Regions from separate parts of the Rattus norvegicus genome. Here region 1 is linked to region 2. The links are chromatin contacts, called in public Hi-C maps. All regions are on one chromosome and are shown on one strand. The core of a region is the stretch at or near the end of the contact, and the rest is flanking DNA. Distances in the headings are between cores, read along the strand shown. Region 1 overlaps Vps13d (vacuolar protein sorting 13 homolog D). Region 2 holds the start of Dhrs3 (dehydrogenase/reductase 3).

Region 1 (5,787 bases), core at 789-3,288, 93 kb after region 2:
CTACTACTCTTGGTTCACACAGTGCTGGGGATGGAACCTGGGGCTCTGAGCATGCTAAGCAAACATTCTACCAGCTTAGCTACATCTCTCACCCCTCACTTAACCCTTGATAGTCCCCCTAAATCCTCATGGGATATGAAAAATGGGACGTGTGTAAACACAGATATTGAACTGCAGCTTTCCAGCTGAGTTTACTGACTGATCTGAGTTCCAGGCACTATTCTAGGTTCAGAGGGTTCTCCAGTGAGTGGGACACCCTAGCCATCACTGGCTGCCATTCTAGTACAGTCTATATCATGTTGCCTGGCCGAGAAATGACTCTTTAGGTCTAAGTCTGAGGCCCAAGATCTCATCAATGATGTAGTTTATGGGACGATCTTAATCCTCTTAGCCTCAGAAATGAGGAAGTTTCTGTTGTTGAAGTCACTCAGTCTGTGCAGCATGTTGTTATGGTAGGCTCAAGGTAGAACAGGCTCAAGGGAAGACTCGCACAGCGTTATTTAGAGACATTCCAATGATACCAAGGCAAGATACACTTAGGGAGACCCCATATCCCATCTCTAAAATTCTAGACTTCATTTTCTATGTCCTCATTCAAACAAGATATGAAATGGGGAATGAGTCTTCTTGTACTGTCTCAACCAATGATACTGAAGGACACCCCCAGGAGCTAATCTTCCCCTGAACTCTTCCACCAGCCAGCAATATCCACAATGCCAGAACCTCCCTAGCTTGCTTCACTTTAGAGGACACACATTACACCAGGGCATTTCTACACCCCAAATTCAGTCCTCTCACATTTGGTCAAGTCACAGAGCACCTACATTCATTCTGAGGATTTCCACAAAATAGTGCCAGAGACTGCCATGGCTACCATGTCAGCTAAGAATAATCTCACTAGCTGAAAATGTGTAAGAGTGACAAAATAATTAAGAAAACTGCATTTCCAGAATATTCAAAGGGTAATAATTTGCTACTTGGTTTCAGTTTGTTAGCATTCTCTAGCAAACACTAGATACTAAAGTTAAAAAAAAAATTATGGGACAAAAATCCCTTAAGACTGAGAATATCTCATGCACTGGCCGCTCTGAACTGACTACCGAGACTGATAGCGCAGAGACAACATAGCAAGGTCTGCTCTGGAGCAGGCTGGGAGCCGCAGGCTGAGCCACTCCCTCTGGTAATGACCATTTACAACCTGCCATTTAGGACAAGTGATTCTTTAGTCTCTTCCAGGGTTGTGTCAGCATGAGGCTCCTGGCCCATAGGAAAATTTCTCAAAGACAGAGGAGGCAACACAGTAGACCAATGGGCTGTTTCTCCACCTCCCCACTTACAACTCGTCCTGGATGTTGTCTGTTAACTTGAAGAGCTGTTCCTGTCCTTCTGCCTGGCTCTCAGAATATCGAGGAAGCAGCCCCTGGGGTCCAGTGCAGCAACGTGGTTTCCGAACCCTCTGGGCTTGGGTCCTAGAAGGGCAAATGGACAAGAAGAGGTTAAAGTGTCATAGTTACAAAGATTTTCCCTCCTCATTTAAAAAGGCATTGCTTAATAGACAGGATCCAGTTGCTGTAGGCCCGTGTGGTCTATCCTGCCCACTGTGAATTCAGACTGGACTTCACAATCTGGGCTATAAGATTATTACGATGCTCAATCAGCTAACTTCCTCAGCTGTCCATTTCACTTTCTGTGTAATGGGATGACACAACCTACCTGTTGGCTGGGAAATCAAGAAAAGTGCTCACTGGGCTTCTGCTAGAGAGCATAGATTGCCTACACCATGGCTATTTACGATGATTATCATGAGCCTCCCTGTGGCCCACACCATTTTGCTAGGGATCCCTTTGGGGCGGTCCTCTGGGGACATGCAATGGGTTCAGGAAGAACACAGCAGGGCCCTAGGCTTTAGTGTGAATCTGCTATGCTGCCAGGCTCCTGTGGTGTGAGCTCAGTCTCCCTGGTAAAGGGTAAGGAATGCAGCAGCCACGTGAGGGGACTAGTCCCAGGCCACAGGAGCAGCCCTAACTCATGCCCTTGGCTGTTGGTTGCCTAAAGGAATCTGCTTTGCTATGGCTTTCAGGGTCGGCTGCTGTTGTCTTTCTCCACCAACCATAGACAGGATAATTGATAAATACTTTTTGGTGTTTTCCTAGAAACAGGAGTCCATATTTGTCTTGGACAGACAGCACATACTTCAGATGACTGATAAGAGTGTCCTGGGTCTGTCCTTAGCCGTGTACTTGCTGTACTTTTTATTATTTGTTCCTGGAACCCACTGAAGCAAAACATCCCTCTCTAGACATACCTCAAAGAGGGGAACAGGCAGCCACACTGAATCAGCACTTTAGAACCACGTACTAGTGGTAGTGGAGACAGACTAACCAGGAAGAAGTCCTCTGTAGGGCAAGTCTGGGCAGGATCCTGGAAACAGAAGTCTGGAACTGCTATAGGCTATCTGCAGCGCTACGATCACTGCAAGTGTTTCTGCACATGGGTTAGTCTGAGTTCACCAGGTTGTGGGTCCAGATGCCATGGGGGTGAAGGGGTGGGGGAGGTGTATGTGTGTGATAGTTCTTAGGAAGCCAGAGGGTCTCCCACTCCCAGACAATTCTCAAACATTTAGGTGTGAGGGCACTTAGGTCCTCTGGCTGTGTTTTCAGGAGTGACTTGCATGAGGGACTGGGCAATGGGTTGGTTCCATTTATAGAACATATTTACATATTCCTACTATGCTTAGTCTCCATTCCTCTTTCAAGGTTTAGGCTTACTAATGTGCTTACCACCAAGTTCCCCCAAAAGCAGGAATGGTGGTGTTGGCAGACATTGTGAGTCCACCAGGAGAGGAACTTCATAACTGTTAATCTATGGATGCTAGCAGATCACCATATGCAAGGGGCCCGCAGGAAGGGGCTGGGTGGGCTTTCCAGATGGCCTGTCCTAGTTTCCTGGTCTGGTGAAATAATCACTATCATTTCACTGTCTAGACTGATCAATAACATGTCTTCCCCAAGGCAATCCCATGGTTCTCTTGCCTAAGAGGCTTCTGAGCATCATCTCTTCTTTCTAGAGAAAGGTCCAAGGTGACTATGTCTAGTCCACTAGGGAAGCAAAGACCAGATATGAAACCTTAACCTTTGTGGATATGTGTCCTGTTCCTTTCTTCTTTTTTTTTTTTGGAGCTGGGGACCGAACCCAGGGCCTTGCGCTTCCTAGGCAAGCGCTCTACCGCTGAGCTAAATCCCCAACCCCATCCTGTTCCTTTCAAGATACCAGCTTTCCGTAGTGCATAATAGCAGGGTAAGGGAAAAACTGACTGTGAGCTTTCCATCCCTCTGAAGGAACCGATAAAGACTGGCAAACCAATGAAAGGTGGCAGGCTTCTGCTCCTGAGCTCCTAGAAGTCACACCAACTGCAGGCCAGCTTAAAACGGAAGAAAGTGTACAGCATGTCACCATAAAGTTTATTCCCTGGCTTAGTGGCTTCCTCTGGAGCCCTTTCTCAAACTTTATCTCCACTCACAATATATTTATCTAGCCTTCAAACTATAACCCCACACACAGGTCCATCCAGGATGAGCAGGGAAAGCAGCTCCCTTACGGGCATGTCCATATACCTATGTGCTATGCTTATCTTTCCCCCAATTTTCTGCAGAGGGCAAACTACCCCCAATTTTAAGGTCCTCTTTTGGTGGTCTATTAAATACCAAGAGCTAGGCTGGACTCATTGCCTAGTGCTGGGGCCTATAGGAACTCACTGTGATGTGCAAAACTCATGTTCATGTCAATATGATATACAAAGGAAACCGCACAGCCTCTCCTTATAAACCTAGCTCAAAGAGAGGGCAAGCTGTGTAAATGAGGGGCTCCCCACAGAGGGGTGATTTGAGAGTATTCTTTAGAAAGGTGAGAGGCAGATTAAAGGTCCTCTTCCTCATCCTTCTACAATGTTGAGTCAGTAACTAAAGCTAGATTTTCTTCACTAAAACACAACTAAGATTTCAAGTTCTCACGTCCAGGTTGGTAGTTTGTGAGCACGGTTTGGGGATGGTGTGTAAAGCCACTGTGAGAACAAATCTGCACTCAAGCTTGGTTAATAACAACAGCGGCGGCGGCAGTGGCGGCAACCACCACCTCCACCACCAAAGATAAGCAAATGTTTCCAAACCCAGGAGCTGGTACAAAGGTTATGCGGTGACCTTCACTGGGGAAAAGAGACTACTGTGTGGTAGCAGTGTCCTCATCGTCATCTGTATGAGTCTGTAGACACAGACACACATATGTAACTGACTGGCTGCTAAGTCACCCTCTTTTGTCCCCGTGAGCCAGGCACTGGGAGGAAGACATTAGGATGGCTTTCTCAGGCTCTGTTCAGGGCCTGCCACCATCACTGGCCTCTTTCTTTATTTGAACAAATAATCGCTAGCCGCACTGCTGAGCACAGCTTGGGTCTTTTGCGTGCAGACACCCACTCTTCTCTTGGCACAGCTCTGATCCCGCATCTTGTGTCTATTGCCCATGTCCTTTCTTAGGCTTTCTTCCCACACTTCAGAGTGTGCTCTGGCACACCAGTGTTGTCTGTGGTCTCCAACCATGTGGGTAATTGCAGATGCCACTGTCCATTGAGAGGGTTCAGCCATTCCCTTGGGCAGCTGGAATTCACCCGTGTCTGTTTCCTAATACCCCATAGTATGAATATCTCAGTGCTGGCCCAAGTGATGTGGCTATGAATATTCTTGTGCATTTGAACAACAAATGTAATAATAATACACATTTCATATTATTTAGATACACACATTTGCATACATGCACGCACCCTTTCTGCCAGATTTCAGGATACTAAAGTTTGTTGAAGAGGAAAATTTTAGCTTCTTTTAAAGGGGTGAAACCATTTTGTACTCCCACCATGATGCAGTAGAAAAACATAACTATCCACATCCCTTTCAATGCGTGGTACTGTCTAGGGCAGCACTGATTACTATGCTGTCTCTGCCACATGGCTACAGAGCATGTGAGATGTGGCCAGTGTAACAAAAGAATCAAATTTCAAATTTACTTTCACACGAGAACCTGTCTCAAAACAAGCAGACAAAGGAAAGGGAAAGGAACGTCGGGGGTGTGGCATATGCCCAGCATTCAGGAACCAGAAGTGGTGGCAGGGGGTTGGGGGATAGGGTGTCAGTAATTCAAGGCAAGCCCAAGTTAATAGCAAATTAAAGGCTAGTCTGGACTACAGAAGATCCTGTCTCAAAAGATAGAAACAAAACGAAATTAAATTGATCCATACTTAGCTCTATGTTGGAGAACCCAATTTAGAGTCTATTTGCATTTGGTTTGTTTGTTTGTTGTGGAGTTGTGTGTGCATGCCATAGCATATGTGAGGAGGTTAGAGGACATCTGTTGGGTGTCTCTCACTGTGGATTCTAGAAATCAAGCTCAGGTCAAGGTTGGGCAGCAAACACTTTACTTGCGAAGCCATCTCACCAACTGGGTTTAGATTTTTCAGTCTGCTGCTGGAGTGGATATAAAATGGCCTCAGTGCTTTCTTATTCCACCTTCTTTCAGATAACAGAATAATGGCGTCTTCTGATAGCTATTCTCGATTATAGACTTGACTACATCTGGGAAGCCAATTTGTTGGACACTCCTGGGAGAAATTTTCTTAATCTGATTATTTGGATAAGGAAGATCTACCCTCATTCTGGGCCATACCTCATAGTGGCAGCCTACATAAAAGGCTAAGGATAGGGGCTGGAGAGATGGCTCAGTGGTTACAGCACTAACTGTTCT
Region 2 (6,617 bases), core at 2,420-4,919:
GGCACACACAGCAAGTGCTGTTACCCACCAAGAAACATCTCCCCAGTCCCTAGACAGCCTACGTAAGGCCAGCAACCTCTTTTCACTGTCCTTAATTGCAAACCAGCAAAGTTGGAAGGCAGCTCAGCCACAAGGTTAAAACTGGCCCTACAGGAGGGTTGTTTCTTGCACCTCCCCAGCTGTGCCCAGCCCCAGCAGGGCTGAGTCATGGAAAAGTTAGTTCTGCTCACTTCTCCCATCAAGCCCACAAAGGCTCCTTTCACGTTGTCAGCAGAGAAATGAAAAAAGTATGGGGCCCTCCGCCCAAGGCTGGGCTGCAAAATTTCAAACTTCCCTCTAGAGTCAGACGCTGTACCTCCTGTGTCAAGAAAGCAGAATGGACAAATAGCACATATCTCATACTACAGTGTTCTTATTGGAACCAGCCTACTTAACTGTGCATCCCTACCCTAGTGCTCCTCCATCCCTGTCTTCCTAGGAACTGAGGTGTGGGGAGGGGGCTGGATAGAGACAGTTACAGCTCATCTCTGGAAAGCTGATGCTGGAGGAAGCCTTAAGCTCACAGACACCAGGCCCGCAAAATCCACGTCCTGACAGTAGACCAAGTAGAAACAGGGCCATTCCTTATCCTAGACCAGACCCCTGGATCTGACAGTCCCTTTTGGAATTGCCTGGCAGGTTTTTGTTTGGTTGTTTGTTGAAGGGGTTGTTTTTCTTCTATTTTGAGTTGTTGTTGTTGTTGTTGTCGTCGTCGTCGTCGTCGTTGCTCCCCTCTGACTCCAGCTCAGACCCAACAGGGAGCAACCTGAACGAGTTACTTATATCTGTTGGGCCCAACTTCCTTTTTGCGTTGAGAGGGCATGTGACACCCACCTCCCCAGACCATTCAGGAAATTAGGGCACCTGTGAAAGTCCATTGGGGTTCGCAGTGTGTCTTTCCACCTCTGTCCCAAACACACACCTATGGGGACATGGACGGGGGTCGGTCCTGGTCACTCAGCTGGTCTGGCATCTGAAGCGAATGGGATGAATATGTGTCGTTCTTTGACTGGATGGATCTCTGGGTGTTAGTGACCTTTGCTCTGAAAGGAGGCTGTGATCTTTACAAGTCCTTAGCTTTACAAGGCTTGGGGTGTTCGCCTTAAATGGAGAGAGAGAAAGGCTCATTAGCCCCACCAGGGTGTTGAAAACTCTAGAAGCTTAGAGGTGCAGTGTTCCATATTAGCCACTAGGTGTCTCCAAGGATAAAAGATGAGTGCAGAAGCGCTGCAGAGTTTTGGGGTCTCCTCTAGTCTCCTACAGAGGCCTTAGCAACTACTGGGCGCCAAGAGTCTGACTCTCCCTGGCTGCCGTTTCTTTCCTGTTGTTTTATAGACCTGGAAGATGGGGAGAAATGGCCACCATGGTGGGGTGGGATCTAATGAAGGCAATGGCCGGCCCTTCGGACAGTCCTTTAAAAAGAAGAATGGAGCCTGCGGGGACTCTTCACTGCAGTCCTTGGCCAAGCCTGTCCTCCACCTCTCTCTTGCCTTCTTGCCAGAGTGGGGTGGGATAGGAAGAGAAATTAGGTCTGGATTGAATCCCTCCCTCCTGTACTTCCTGGCTGGGTAACCTGGGAAATGGGATGACAAAGTCCCCAAAGTGAGGTCAGCTAGAGGGCGGAATGTCAGACCAGATCACGGGAGAGTGGCTTCCTAGCCCCTTCATCCCTTTTGCTTCCACCAAAAACCGGGAGTTCTCAGGCCAACTTCTCCCCAAAACTACAGTAGTTGACAAAAGAGGAGGTGATCTCCACCACCTTCCCAAATCTGTACTTCTCAAAGGGATTTGTTCACACCCAGGCAGGGAATAGTAAAAGCACAGTTAGTTCCTTGTGCACCCAGGGCCTGCTGGATCAGTCTTTGGGGCTGAGGCCCAGGAGTCCCAGCCTGAACACGTCTAGGGCTGGAAAGGGCTGCCCCAGATTACAGGGCAGGCTCCCTGGCTGTCTCTCCCTCTCCCGCCCAGAGATGTGCAGAGGGGGCGGGCGGCAAGTCTCATCAGCACTTTTAACTGGGCCTGCTTCTCTGACTCACCTCCTAGACTTCCCGCAACAGGCAAGTCTAAATAGCTGGGTCCCTCCCTCCCAACAGGGAGACGTTCTTGCAAGGGGTGGGCAAGAGGTTACAAGGTGGGTGTCTAACAGGTCTGTGAAGGAAGGGCACCCAGAGAGGGGGCGAACTGAACAGTGGCATAGGTCTGAAGACGTGTTATTTACAGGCTTTTGTTATTAAGGAAATTGCTGTCAGTCAAGGTAATTCTAGCCCAGATAAGCAATAAATATGCTCCCAGCTAATCTTATGGGGATTTTATTGGCACCTGGGGTTAGAGGTTCCTTTACCCGGCTCCCCTTTCTCTCAAAGCAAAAATCCTGCTTCCAAGAGGTCCCTCTACTGCAACGTGAGAGACTTCACGTTGACACAACTTCAGATGCACACTCTTTGAAGGAAAAGGGGAATCAAGCGATGATGAAACGTTAACTTCCTGGTCCTACCTGGAGGCAGGAGGATGACCAAGTGACCTGAAATGAACCCTTGGCGACCCAATTGCAAGTTTCCCCTCGGCTTGCCCCGCCGCTCTGGGGTGGTCACCTGGCCCAGGCTGGGAGGAATGTCTGATCCTGTAAGCTGGCTTGCCTGAGTTGGTTGCGGCGTGTTCGAGTTCCGGCTGCGAGCCCTCGGGGACTAGGGCAGCAAGTCCCAGCTTGCAGAAAAGAGAAGCAAGTCCCAGGAGAGTGCAAGACGCAGCGAGACCGGGTGCGCGCCCAGGCGCGTGCCCCGCCACAGCGCAGGGGGAGGGGAAGTCGCCGCAGCCACTCAGAGGCACGGTAGTGAAGCCTCCCAACAACTTTAACTGTCAATCAGACTTAATGGGGTATTAAAAAAAAAAAAAAAAAGGAGGGGGCGCCCTTTAGGTCCTCCCCGCAGCTGCCCCGCGAACGAAGTAATACGGCGGTGCAAACTAGGACGTCCTATCCACGAGTGCTCCACAGTCCGGGCTCGTCCAAGTTGGAAAGAACAAAAAAGAAGGCAATAAATACTAAAGGGGAGGGGGGAAGAAAGAGGGAGCCACACCGAGCGGCAACTCCCAGCCCGGGCTGCAAGAGAGGGAGGAGAGAGCCCGAGAGAGCGGGCGCGCGCGAGGGCGAGCTGTGCACGGGAAGAAACTGACACCCGGACCCCCCACTTCTCCTGCACGGTGCTGGCAATCAGATCGCGTTTAAGCAATTTCCTGAGCCCAAGAATAGCAATGAGTCGGGAGACTTTCGCGGACTGAAATTGGGAGCTGCAATCACTCCCCAGGTTTTGTGTGTGGTGTTTTTGTGTGTGGTTTTTTAGGTTTTTTTTTTTTTCCATCCTTTCTTTTTCTGGAGAAAGTTGGAGGGGGCGCTACAATTGGGAAACAGCTTTTTTGTTTGTTTGTTTTTTTAATCTTGCACTTTGAAACCGCGGACTGTAGCTGTGTGCGCGCTTGTGGTTGGTGCTTTTTTTTTTTCCGTCCCTGGCCTTGCCTAAACTCCTCTGTCGGTCTGTAAACATTACCTGTGAATTTCCCGGCCGAAAGGCTGTTGGGGGCAAGAAACTTCTTGTTAAAACTTCCCACCCCTGGACTCCCCTCCGCCCCTCTCACCGTCCCAATCTTCTGAGACGCTTTTTTCCTCTCAACCAGAGCAGAGTTTTTTGTTTTTTGTTTTTTTTCTTTTTCTTGTTCTTCTTTTTCCCCCCATTTTTCCTCGCCCAGTCCTTTGCATCTGGAAAGAGATCAGTTCAAGGTTGGCCAGGTGGGACGCCTCTTTTTCTTTATTTAGTTTATTATTGTTTGGGGGTGTTTCTTTCTTTCCTTTTTTAATTCCTGTTTTGCTTAGTCCGGGGAGTTTTGTCCACCGCCTCCTACCTCCTCCCCCTGTGCCCGGCTCCGCCGCGCGGAGGATGGTGTGGAAATGGCTGGGCGCGCTGGTAGTGCTCCCTCTGCAAATGATCTATCTGGTAACCAAAGCAGCCGTGGGACTGGTGTTGCCCCCCAAGCTTCGGGACTTGTCGCGGGAGTCAGTCCTCATCACCGGCGGTGGGAGAGGCATCGGACGCCACCTCGCTCGGGAGTTCGCAGAGCGTGGCGCCAGAAAGGTACACGGCGTGGGGGCGGGGTGGCACTGCGACACCTGGAAGTGGGCTCTGAGGGTAAAGGGACTCTGGCTTGCGAGGAGGGGGAGGCGGTCGTGGGGGGTGCTCCCACCTGCTGCGGGTGCGGAAACCAGCGCCAACCATCTGAAAGTCTTAGGCCACCCACTCCTCGCATCACCTGGGACTGCGAAGCAAGTCGGTTTCAACCTTCGTAAATTTCCCGGGCACCGGACACTCTGTTTTGGCAGGCCCTGAGCTGCTTGGCTCCCCCAGGATTGGTATCTCGGTGGCTATTTACCCCTACCAACTACCACACCTCGGATACCCACAGATTCTGCCGCATAACTCCCTAAGGTGTAGTACCTCCCCCCCCCCCCCCGCGCGCCCTCTCTCTCTCTTTGCGGGTACCCTGCTGAGAGCGGTGTGTGCGCGCCCCTGGGTAGAGCTGGAAGCCAAGCCGCCTGCTAGCTTGCGCTTGGTATTTTGCTTGGCAACTCGCTGGCTAGTCCCAAGCTGAGAGGTTGCGCTCTGCAGGGACATAGAGGGGGTACTCGGTTCAGATTTGTAAAGGAGGGAGTTGACGTGGATGGTCTATCCCGGCTGAAAGACTGGGAGGCCCAGGTCCTTAAAATCCTGAAAGAGGAGTAGGGGGGAACCAGCCCCTGATAAAGAGCCCTTGTCCTCACCTTCAACCTTGACCCCCCCCCCACACTGGATTGGAAGGTAGCACTGTGCCCCACTGACCACTTCCTCTTATTATGTGGGTGACGCCAGTTCCCCTTGCTCCAGATTTTGGAGACGTGGTGTAGCAGTGTATTGGAGGGAGAGCCAGCTGTCACCCAACTTGCAACTGCAGACCAAGCTGACTCACCCAGTGGCAAGAGCAATGGAGAGGGATTTGAGGCCGGCAGGCCGGACTGTCTGCAGCCGGCCCGCGAGGCCCGCGAAGACGAAGAACAAACTAGGGAATTAGTTTGAAATTTAAACTGTTGCTAAGGAGGGGGGTGGGAGGACCAGGCTAGCCAGCTGATCTGACATGGAGCCGCATACCTTGGGGATTAGAGTAAACACGCTCTGTGGAAAGCCAAACCTTCATGTAATTCCAGGTTGCTTTTGTTTTGTTAAATACCGCCCTGAGATTTACAATTCCTTTGGTGGCTGGGACTGAACTTTGGAGTCTGAACCTTCATCCAAAGCTGATTGCCCATTAACTCTCCCCTGGCCAGGCTGTTCTAGCACAGCTGGGGCCGGGGTCCTCCAGCTGTCCAGGGCTCCTGAATCTCCTTGGGTGGTTTGGACAGCTGTTTAACCTTGCCTTTGGAAGGGGAGTTCAGAAGTGTTTTTAACCCTTGGAGTTGCTGGGAAATAAGGGTTGTTCTCACCAGTTTCTCTTCTGGGGAGGGGGGGTGCAGAGTAGGGTCTCCGTGGAACTCTTCCAAAGCTCTTTGTTGGGGGGATACCAAGAAGACAGAGAAGGGGACCCTCTTCAAGGGGATACTTGGGGACTGTTGCTTATGCTTGACACAGTGTGTGTCTCCGTTGCCTGAATCTTCCAGCTGGCTCTGGTCCTGCCGCTCTTCCACTGTGCTTGTGGCAGACTGCAGTAGCTTATGAGAAAGGCTTTGTCAATCTGGAAAAACTTGACCGACTGTAAACAATCCTAAATTAAAGGCAGAAGTAGGCTGGCTGGGGGGGAGGGGGCATGAGTGCCGAGTGGATCCGACAGGTTCATACGCTGGAAGGCACAACCCCACCTATCTTGGAAAAGACAAGCTTTTCCAGGGAATGAGCCCAGGCTGATGAGAAATAGGCCTTTAATTGGTGGCACAGTCACCCAAAAGAAAACCGGGGTGGGGGGGACTCCTGATGCCATTCACTTGGCTGGAAGAATAACCCCCACCCTCCCAGAGCTCCCTGGAATTATAACCATGTGCAGTTACTGGAGCCACTGCATTCAGTAAGTCTTTTTCCAGGTCTTTCCGTGGGAAGGGGGACTCCTATCCTCTTAGCTGAGTGCAACTGGGGCCAGTGTAGGGACAACCCCCAGACCCAGGAGTGTTTAGGGCCCTGTAGGCTTGACAACAAAGGGTTGAATGCTATGGGGGTTGGAAGTTTGCAGTTAAGTTGATTGGGGGCACAGGTGTGAATTAGGCACTGGGGGTTGGCCTAGGAGTGTGGGAGGAAGCCAGGAGAGGTCAGTGGTGTCCCAGGTGTGAAGAGGTAGTCACCAGCACCAGCCTTGGGGAAAGTAGAGGCTGCCACTGAGAGAGATCCCTGCCTGGATTCTGCTGAGATTGAGTCTATGAGAGATCCCCTAAATGGAGAAAGAAAAAAGGCTCAGAGCCTTCTTCAAACAGCTGGCTGGCATGTCCAAGAGGGATAGCCCAATTTCCCATAATGACCTTGAGTTAAATAGGATATTTGTAGACCATGGGGAGCCTTGGACTACAAAGCTGA

The links. Hi-C and Micro-C count contacts between places; a contact is called where the count stands out from the background.
Region 1: a Hi-C map of liver shows a contact between it and region 2, with 2.5 times the contacts expected there. The contact joins the enhancer-like site here to the promoter of Dhrs3 in region 2. A contact is called at or near these places in 5 of 12 Hi-C or Micro-C datasets (frontal cortex, kidney, liver and 2 more).

Annotation. Positions count from the first base shown.
Region 1 is chr5:162,122,788-162,128,574 of GRCr8, forward strand. It overlaps Vps13d (vacuolar protein sorting 13 homolog D), which reads right to left. Exons shown (of 70, transcript NM_001395589.1): 68 at 1,338-1,469. All of the region lies in intron 1 of LOC103692519 (60S ribosomal protein L9 pseudogene), which reads left to right. Among named protein-coding and RNA genes, the nearest start is that of Dhrs3, 94 kb to the left of the region's middle. Within about 2 kb of position 2,039, at least 15 of the 93 cell types and tissues checked have an H3K27ac peak or open chromatin away from gene starts, as enhancers often do. A contact at or near this core is called in liver, where this site is marked.
Region 2 is chr5:162,028,184-162,034,800 of GRCr8, forward strand. It overlaps Dhrs3 (dehydrogenase/reductase 3), which reads left to right and starts at 3,670. Exons shown (of 6, transcript NM_001037199.3): 1 at 3,670-4,163. The coding sequence starts at 3,969. All of the region lies in intron 1 of LOC103692519 (60S ribosomal protein L9 pseudogene), which reads left to right. LOC102550246 (a long non-coding RNA gene) reads right to left here and starts at 2,673. Exons shown (of 2, transcript XR_354400.4): 1 at 2,534-2,673; 2 at 1-1,140.